Linked DNA regions of Sus scrofa: region 2 is linked to region 1. The links are chromatin contacts, called in public Hi-C maps. All regions are on one chromosome and are shown on one strand. Each heading gives the region's core, a stretch centred on a gene start, on an enhancer-like site or on the middle of the called end of the contact. The rest is flanking DNA. Distances are from core to core; before and after follow the strand shown.

What was found. Hi-C and Micro-C count contacts between places; a contact is called where the count stands out from the background.
Region 2: a contact with region 1 is called in a Hi-C map of retroperitoneal adipose tissue, with 2.2 times the contacts expected there. The contact joins two enhancer-like sites. A contact is called at or near these places in 10 of 47 Hi-C or Micro-C datasets (embryonic fibroblasts, fetal heart ventricle, heart right ventricle and 5 more) and 1 of 2 datasets of contacts at active chromatin or transcription factors (skeletal muscle).

The regions. Positions count from the first base shown.
Region 1 is chr13:135,344,781-135,349,291 of Sscrofa11.1, reverse strand. HEG1 (protein HEG homolog 1) reads right to left here. Exons shown (of 17, transcript XM_021070219.1): 15 at 1,421-1,508. Among named protein-coding and RNA genes, the nearest start is that of MUC13, 70 kb to the left of the region's middle. Within about 2 kb of position 1,926, at least 13 of the 83 cell types and tissues checked have an H3K27ac peak or open chromatin away from gene starts, as enhancers often do. A contact at or near this core is called in retroperitoneal adipose tissue, where this site is marked.
Region 2 is chr13:135,577,355-135,581,610 of Sscrofa11.1, reverse strand. ITGB5 (integrin subunit beta 5) reads right to left here. Exons shown (of 15, transcript NM_001246669.1): 11 at 3,935-4,157. Among named protein-coding and RNA genes, the nearest start is that of UMPS, 71 kb to the left of the region's middle. Within about 2 kb of position 2,225, at least 40 of the 83 cell types and tissues checked have an H3K27ac peak or open chromatin away from gene starts, as enhancers often do. A contact at or near this core is called in retroperitoneal adipose tissue, where this site is marked.

The DNA of each region.
Region 1 (4,511 bases), core at 677-3,176:
GTGCACAAGGCAGGGAGTTCCCATTGTGGCTCAGTGGTAGCAAAGCTGACCAGTATCCATGAGGATGCAGGTTCAAACCCTGGCCTCACTCAGTGGGTTGATGATACGGTGTTGCCATGAGCTGTGGTGTAGGTTGCAGATGTGGCTTGGATCCTGCAGTGCTGTGTTTGTGGCTGCGGCCAGCCGCTGATTTCACCCCTAGCCTGGGAACTTCCATATGCCATGGGTGTGGCCCTTAAAAGACCAAAAAAAAAAGGGGGGGGGGCACAAGGCAATGGTTTTTAGTACAGAGTTGCACAACCATCATCATAATCAGTTTTAGAACAAACAATTGCATCATTCCAGAAAGAAATCTCACATTGCTTAGCCATTACTCTCCAGTTCATCCCCCGCCCACCCTGCCCTAGGCAACCGCTAATCTACTTTCTATTTCATTTGTCTAGTTTGGTCATTTCAAATAAACGGAACCATACACGTGGTCTTTTGTGACTGGCTTAATTCACATAGCATACTATTTTTAAGGTTCATGCAGGTTTTATAGTGTGTTTCATTATTTTATTCCTTTTTAGGGTGAATAACATTCCATCACATGGATATATCACATTTTCTCTAGCTATCCATCAGTTGACAGATAATGGGTTCTTTTTCGCCTTTTGGCTATCACAAACAATGCTGCTATGAACACTTCTGTACAAGTTTCTCTGTGGACATAGCTTGCCATTCCTGGTGGAAGTGCTGGGTCAAATGGTAATTCTGCTTAACTTTCTGAGCAACTGCCAGACCTTTTTCAAAGTGGCTACAGCAGTTCACGTTTCCACCAGCCGTGACGAGTGTTCTCATTTTCCCACATTCTCCCCAATACTTGCTGTTTTCTGGGTTTTGTTTATTTTTAATAAACATTCTAGTGGGTGTGAAATGGTTTCCAATGTGGATTGTGATTGCCTTTCCCTGATGACTAATGATGTTGAAGCTCTTTTCATATGTTTACTGGCTATTTGCCTATCTTCTTTGGAGAAATGTCTATTCAAGTTTTTTACCTACTTTTAAATGGAGTTACTTTTTTATTACTGTGAATAAGAATTCTTTATATGTTCTAGAGTCCAGTCTAGAGTCATAAGCCTAGATTCATAAATTCGTACTTTCTCCCCTTCTGTGGGTTGTCTTTTCTCACTTTCTTGAGAGTGTGCTTTGAAGCAGACAAGTTTTCAATTTTGATAAAATGCAATCTGTCTCTTTTTTCTTCTGTGGCTTGTGTTTGGGGTATTCTTTTTTAGTAGAAATCCCATTTCCTGTCCTTTTCTTTCCCTGATGGCACTACCTATCATGGTTTTTCATGGTTCAGTCATACCTTACGGTTTAATCCTGTAAACCACCCCAGACATTCTTGAAAAGGGAAAAAATGGGGATGCCTGGTACTCACCGGCAGCAGGTAACAATCAGCGCGATGCCCAGAATGAGCAGAAGCCCACCTCCCGCTGCGGCGATCACCACGGTGATGAGCTGATAAGCTAAACAGGTTTAGAAAGGAAAACAGTGGATGGCTAAGAGGTCATGAATGAATAAAGGAATTAAAACAAACAGTCAAATGGTCCCTTTCCTACCCCGTGGCTACCCTGGTGCCTCAGCTGGTGACCCCCTTTTTATTTGCTGGGCCCCCAGGAAGGGCTGCTTGGAGTCAGCTCTGCCTTTTCTCAGTTGAAGGGGAGCAGAATGAGCCACCTCAAAATGTGCCCCTTAGATAGATATATTATTTTGAGCTGATATTTTGAGAAACTGCAGACACTGGAGAAGCTCTGAAAACTGAGTATTCCTTACCCTTTTGTACGGGAAATTTACGTATTAGAAAGAAGCCCGTACCAGGAAGAGAGCTGATACCAGAGATAACGTGTTTACCTAAGAGACACACCTGCCTGGCACGCAACGTTTGTCTCCCCACCATTTCCTCTTCTTACTTCCCTGTGACCCATCTTTTCCCGTTTGAAGCCCTAGACCTCTAGCCCTTTTCTCGGCTCAGAGGGGTGGGTGGGTGGATAAGTTTCAGTCATCTGGCTGCCTTGAGTCTCACATTTTTGTGGTTTCCCATGTGTACGCATGCAATTAAAATGTTTTTTTTTCCTCCTGTTATTCTGGGTTTTACAGCGGAGTGGGGTGGGGGTGAGGTCCTCAGCCAAGAATCTAGAAGGTAGAGGAAAAATGATCCTCACCCCCCCAACACTACTTTGAGATGAGTTTTCCTTTCTCAGCCACGCCTAGAATGAGAGCTCCCAAATGCCACCTGCAGATCCACCTGAGGACCCTGTCACCAAGCCACACTCAGAAGAGAAAAATAAAAGAGATGCAGGCATTTTCAAAAACTAACAGGGGGCTTTTCCCCCCCTGTTTTAATACTAAGATTTGGTTCTTCCTACTTTTTGTTCTTCACTTAATATAGGGGCATTTTACTATTTGTAAATTATGCCTCCAGTAAAACTGTGTTTTAGAAAGTAATTGGGGGAAAAAGAGAATATTTTCTTGACTACTTTCCACCTTTTGGTGTTAACTTTTTTTTTTTTAATTTTTCTGTTTTTTGTTTGTTTGTTTGTTTTCCTTTGGCAGCCCCTGAGGCATATGGAAATTCCTGGGCCAGTGATTGAATCTGAGCCAGAGTTGCAACCTACTCTGCAGCAACGCAGGATCCTGAACCCACTGCATTGGGCTGGGGATCAAACTGGTGCCTCCGGAGACAAGTGGATCATTAACCCACTTAACCACAGTGGGAATTCCTAATTTTTTTAATTGATGGTGACAGCAGATATAACATTTTCAAAAATTTGGTTTCAGGTTCTTACTTGATAAAATAAAAAGGAGGCAACCCTAAACTAAATTCCCTAATTTTATAAGAACTATTACCCAGAGTCTGGGAATCACTGCATAACCCACTCTGGCACTGGGTAGTCTCAACACAGACACACTGAATTTAATTACCAGAAATTAGCAGTCATATGAGCAAGCACATATCATATATAATAAACAATGTGAAAATTTAAATGAATTGGTTTTATACCTATGCATTTCTGGAAAAATCATATTTTAAAAAAACTCTGTTAAATATTATGGTCAATTTCTTGCTGTGAAAATATAATTAAAATCATGCTCTCAGGTTGTAAGGTCCAGGATGAAAAAGAGGGGGGTGGCAATAACCAGGCTTTCTATGGTAAGTTAGGATGGAACTGTGCTCTCAAGGTATTCAGGTTAAATCAAGGATAGTGCACAGAGGTTGTGAGCAAAGAGCAAATCCAGGTCATGCAACCATTTGCATGTCCCTTCTTGAAATAAACAGCACAGAAATCTGATTACTATGAAAAACCATCAGCATTAAGATGTACAGGAAACAAAGCCAAACCAGGGAATGAGTTAATTCTCTCCCTCACCTCCTGACACACGTATTCAAGCTTCCCTTTTTAAAAAAGTGAGGACAAAAGACCAACCTCTTGAATTTGTCGACTTCCCTTTATCTCCACCAACGCCACCCGCAGCCACCATCTACTCCTGACTGGACAAGCGTAATCACTTCTCCACTGGTTTTCCTGCACCCAGTCTTGCCCACTCACGTCAAAAACCAAAGCCGATCATGCCATTTTCCACTTCAAAACAAAAACAACAACAACAACAAAACACCCCACAACCTACAGTGACTCCCTTTGTTCCTAACTGGAGATCCAAGGCTGGTTCCTGCTCATCTCTCCACACCAAGTTCATGTTTTCTCATTTCCAGCATACAGGCAAGTGCTCATTTTATTCTGTTTTCACCACCCTGAGACATAAGGAGTGTCCAAGCCAGGGATCAGATCTGAGTGACCTATACCACAAATGCCGGCTCCTTAACGTGCTGGGATGGGGATTGAACATGTGTCCCAGAGACACCGTAGATCATGTGCGCAGGCACTTATTTATTTATTTATTTATTTGGTCTTTTTTGCCATTTCTTGGGCTGCTCCTGCAGCATATGGAGGTTCCCAGGCTAGGGATCGAATCGGAGCTGTAGCCACCGGCCTACACCAGAGCCACAGCAACGCGGGATCCGAGCCACGTCTGCAACCTATACCACAGCTCACGGCAATGCCGGATCCTTAACCCACTGAGCCAGGCCAGGGATCGAACCCGCAACCTCATGGTTCCTCGTCGGATTCGTTTACCACTGAGCCACGACGGGAACTCCAAGGCGCTTATTTTAAAAGCAATCCTGGGAGTTCCCGTCGTGGCGCAGTGGTTAACGAATCCGACGAGGAACCATGAGGTTGCGGGTTCGATCCCTGCCCTTGCTCAGTGGGTTAAAGATTCGGCGTTGCCGTGAACTGTGGTGTAGGTTGCAGACGCGGCTCGGATCCCTCGTTGCTGTGGCTCTGGCGTAGGCCAGTGGCTACAGCTCCGATTAGACCCCTAGCCTGGGAACCTCCATATGCCGCGGGAGCGGCCCAAAGAAATAGCAAAAAAGACAAAAAAATAAAATAAAATAAAATAAAATAAAATAA
Region 2 (4,256 bases), core at 976-3,475, 230 kb before region 1:
ACTATCCTAGAGACTCCCAGGCCCTCGCCCCCTTCCCCCTCCCAGACAGAGCTCCAGCAAAGGAGCTAAGCTCGAAGGGTCTGTAAAGTTTCTGTGGAGGGAGAGAGGGTCCTGACCCCTCTGGGGGACTTTGGGGCTGTGGGAGCATAAATGGGATGGTGGGGACTCAACTCCAGGGAGAAGTGGGCTGGAACAGAACAACCTGCTGACAGTGGCCTTGCAGGGACTTTGCGAGATGATAGTGCCCGGTGGCCCACAAGGAGGGTGAGAACCCCCAAAACAGGGCCTCCTTGGGAAAACAGGGCAAGGGAAGCAAGAGCCAAGCATGCTGGGAGGGCCGCCACCTCCCTGCAGCGGTGCCCTGGCACCAGAGGGTGGCAGGTGGCCTCACAGAGCCTTGGCCAAGTGGGGGACAGCCGCCCTCCCTACCCCCCAGGCCTGCGGCGGCCAAGGGAGCTGTGTGTCTGGAAAGCTCTCTGGCAAAAACAGGGAGGGATATACAACCGCCAGGCATCACCTTCATTATGATCATGTTTAAGCCCCTCGGGACAAGGAGACCAGCTACTGCATGTCTGGGGCAGAAACCGTGCAGTGGTGCGTCAGGCCTGGAGGGAGCTGGGAGCCTTGTATTAAGTCGCTCTTCTTGTACAGGCAAGGGACATGAGAAATCAATGGTAGTGGGGTCCAGCACCCAGGTGCCCTGCCTCTCAGACAAGTCCCTCCCGAGGCCTTGCTCCACTTTCTGACCACAAAGGAGCAAAGAACGAGCAGATGGTGGAAAGAAAGTACAAAACCGTCTTACCGGGCTTGTAACATGCTTAAGAATTCAGAGTTTCTGTTGTGGCTCAGTGGTAACAAACCCGACTAGTATCCATGAGGACATGGGTTCGATCCCTGGCCTCGCTCAGTGGGTTAAGGATCCAGCGTTGCTGTGAGCTGTGGTGTATGTAGGCTGAAGATACGGCTCGGCTCTGGTGTTGCTGTGGCTGTGGCACAGGCTGGCAGCTGTAGCTCCGATTTGACCCCTAGCCTGGGAACCTCCATATGCCACAGGTGTGGCCCTAAAGATAAATACATAAAAATAAATTAAAAAATAATATGCTTAAGAATTCAACTATCCCAGAATTGGCCACAAAATCCCACTCTCCTGGGAAGGCTTTCACGGAAACATCTTGCGGTTACAAACAAGGTGGTAGTTTTTGCATTTCTCCCGAGGCCACAGCCCCAGTGGGCAGGGAACTGCGACCTGGCTAGGGACCAGGAAGGAGTGGCTCCAGCTCTGCTTATTCATGCTGATCTGCTGCCCCGCCACCACCACCAGGGATTAACACATTGCAAAGAAAGCTGGCTGCTGCCAGTCTCTGCTCCGATTCACCTTGCCCTCCATCTGCGCCCCCTGTTGTCATGAAACCACAAGGCCGCTTCCAGGGAACATGCCCTGATCATCCGTGCAGACATTATCAGTTTAACCTGTGTGCTCCACGTACTCGGTTGAAACTTGTGATATGTTGTGCTCATGTATTAAAATAAGCCTGGCCTTTAAACAAACAGGTTGCTGAGACAGACTTTGCTCAGGGAGCCTGTTAATTGAAATCAGCTGAGGCTGAACATGAACTCACCCAAGGTGAAGGGTATGTTTGGTTAGTTCGAGAAAGGACAGATTGGCTGCTCTCAAACCTCAGAGGAAAAACGGACAGAAAGGGAGTTCCCTTGTGGTGCAACAGGTTAAGGATCCGGCATGGTCACTGCAGCAGTGTGGGTCACTGCTGTGACATGACTTCAATCCCTGGTCTGGAAACTTCCACATGCCAAAGGTGTGGCCAAAAAAAAAACCCCAAAATGGACAGGAGACATTCCAAACCTGGTGGGTCTCAGCAAAGCAGCAAATAGAAACAGCTTGACATAAGGCACTATCAAAAAGACTTTGCTTAAAAAAAAAATTACAATGAGGCGGTAAATGAGACAGAGGGTCAGTGTGGCTCGGACACAAGAGGGAGTAAGGAGGTTCATTTACCGCGTCTCTCTGCTCCTTGCTCCTCTGGAATTGCTTAATGGATACCAAATCACCCAGTCCACGTCTCTAGCAAATGAACGCTTTAAACATTTAAGGGGAAGGCTATCTCCTCCGGGGCCTTTTAACTGACCCAAGCCAGTCCTCTACCGCCTTGTGCGCCAGAGGAAGGGAAGCAACGGGCTTTATCAGCTTTTATTAGTTCCATGTGTGTTGTCCTAGCTTGCCCTCCACCCCGCATCAACTTCCTCTACCCCAAGGACTGGAGCCTATACTCTGAAGGGTTCTGCGGCTGCGAGCTGTGGGGATGGCACCTCCCTCAGGCATTAACTGGCTGTGAGTCCAGGCTCAGATGTGATTCCACTGCTCTGTGGGCTCCAGATCCAGGATCCTCCGCTCCTCCGCTGGGTGGCTTCTATTTGGACTTCTGTTGTTTCTCTGCTCTTAGCAGGTCTACAGAGACTCTGTGTTCCCTCTCCCTTACCCTGCCTGGCCTCTTCTAATCACACAAAGTAAAATCTGGCCCTGTCTATCTTGTCTCTCCATCTGCAGCCAGCTTTCAATTACCCACGGCTGGATTATTGTGGCCGATGTCCAACCAGGGGTTCTGCCGCCCAGAGCATCTCTGAGTATGGATTGACCGGCAGCCGCGGCAGCTCAGGGAGTACAGACTCCTCTCATTATGAACCCGAGCCAGGCATTTGGAAGGGCCATCTGCCAAAAAAATTGCACATTTGTGTCTCCCAGCCAAAGGGAAACAACGTCTGTATTATTATTTGTTTCTAGTTATCTGTGCCCCTCCCTCCTGGCCCCTTCGTGCTCGGATGGTGACGGCACAGCTGCTTTTTTGGCGGAATTCAACAGAAACTGTCACTCTTGCTTTCCGAGGACATCACTCCTGGATGTCTTCAATGCCCTCCTCTCATGCACACCCAGGCAGACTGGCAGAGCTGTGGGGAGGTCCACAGGGGAACGTGACCCCATGGCTGAGTCGGGGAAGGCCTGGAGCCTGCGTCTGGACAAGCTCTGCATTCAGCAGCGGCACAGAGACCCGCTCCATTATCTGTACAAATGGAGCAGAAAATTCAAAAGCCACTGCAGTTGGTTCCTGGCATGCCTTATCTAGGTCGGGTGCCCTCCCATCCAATTTACCTTCTGACTATGGTTTGTTTAAAGCAGCCTTTCCCATGTGAGTGGCTTGTGAAACCATGTTGGGAGATGTTAATGGTGGGGGAGGGCAGGAAGCAAATTCATTTGGAAAACAAGATGCATGGGGGGAATCCCTTTTGAAATACGCAGTGGCCCAATAAAGGCTCAAGAAGATGCTATGTTGGTACCAGAATCAGTTTAACTGCCTTTAACTCAGTGGTTCTGAACTTGCTTAGGAACAGAGTAAGAGTCTTGTTTTGCTGCTGCTGTTGCTCTTTTTTTTTTTTTTTTTTTTTTTTGCCATTTCTTGGGCCGCTCCCACGGCATATGGAGGTTCCCAGGCTAGGGGTCAAATCAGAGCTGTAGCCACCAGCCTACACCAGAGCCACAGCAACGTGGGATCCGAGCCGCATCTGCAACCTACCCACAGCTGACGGCAATGCCGGATCATTAACCCCCACTGAGCAAGGCCAGGGATCAAACCCGCAACCTCACGGTTCCTAGTCGGATTCGTTCCCATGACGGGAACTCCATGTTTCGCTTTTTATTTTTATTTTTTAAACAAAATCCCCATGACACCAGTGTTTCAAAGACACTATTCTAGTTAATGTTAGTAAGAGTTTCACTCTCCAGCAAGGCCGAGTGGGAAGGTGCCTGAGATGGGGAGTGAGAGGCTGGCCGGTGCTGAGGGCTGGTGGCCGGATGTCAGGCCTGGTCTGCAGAAGAAGGTGGGGTGTGGGGGGCAGTGGAGAGGGCTGTGGGGAGGGTCTTTACCTCTTGGTGCTGCAGGCGTCAGGGCAGGTCGGGCATTTCTCACACTTCTCCCCAAAGGCCCCTGGCTCCGTGCACTGGCACTGCCCACAGACACAGTGCCCCCGGTCGCTGCAGATCTGGCCATCCCTGGCCTGGCATGTGCTGATGTCTGTTGAGCAGTTACAGTTGTCCCCAATATAACCTGCGTGGCACTTGCATTCTCCACAGTGACACTCGCCATGGCCTAAAGGGACACACACAGCACATCAGCGCCTGCCTGCATGCACGAAGACACAACCAACAACCCAGCGCCTGCCATGTGCCAGGCACTGGGAATCCAACA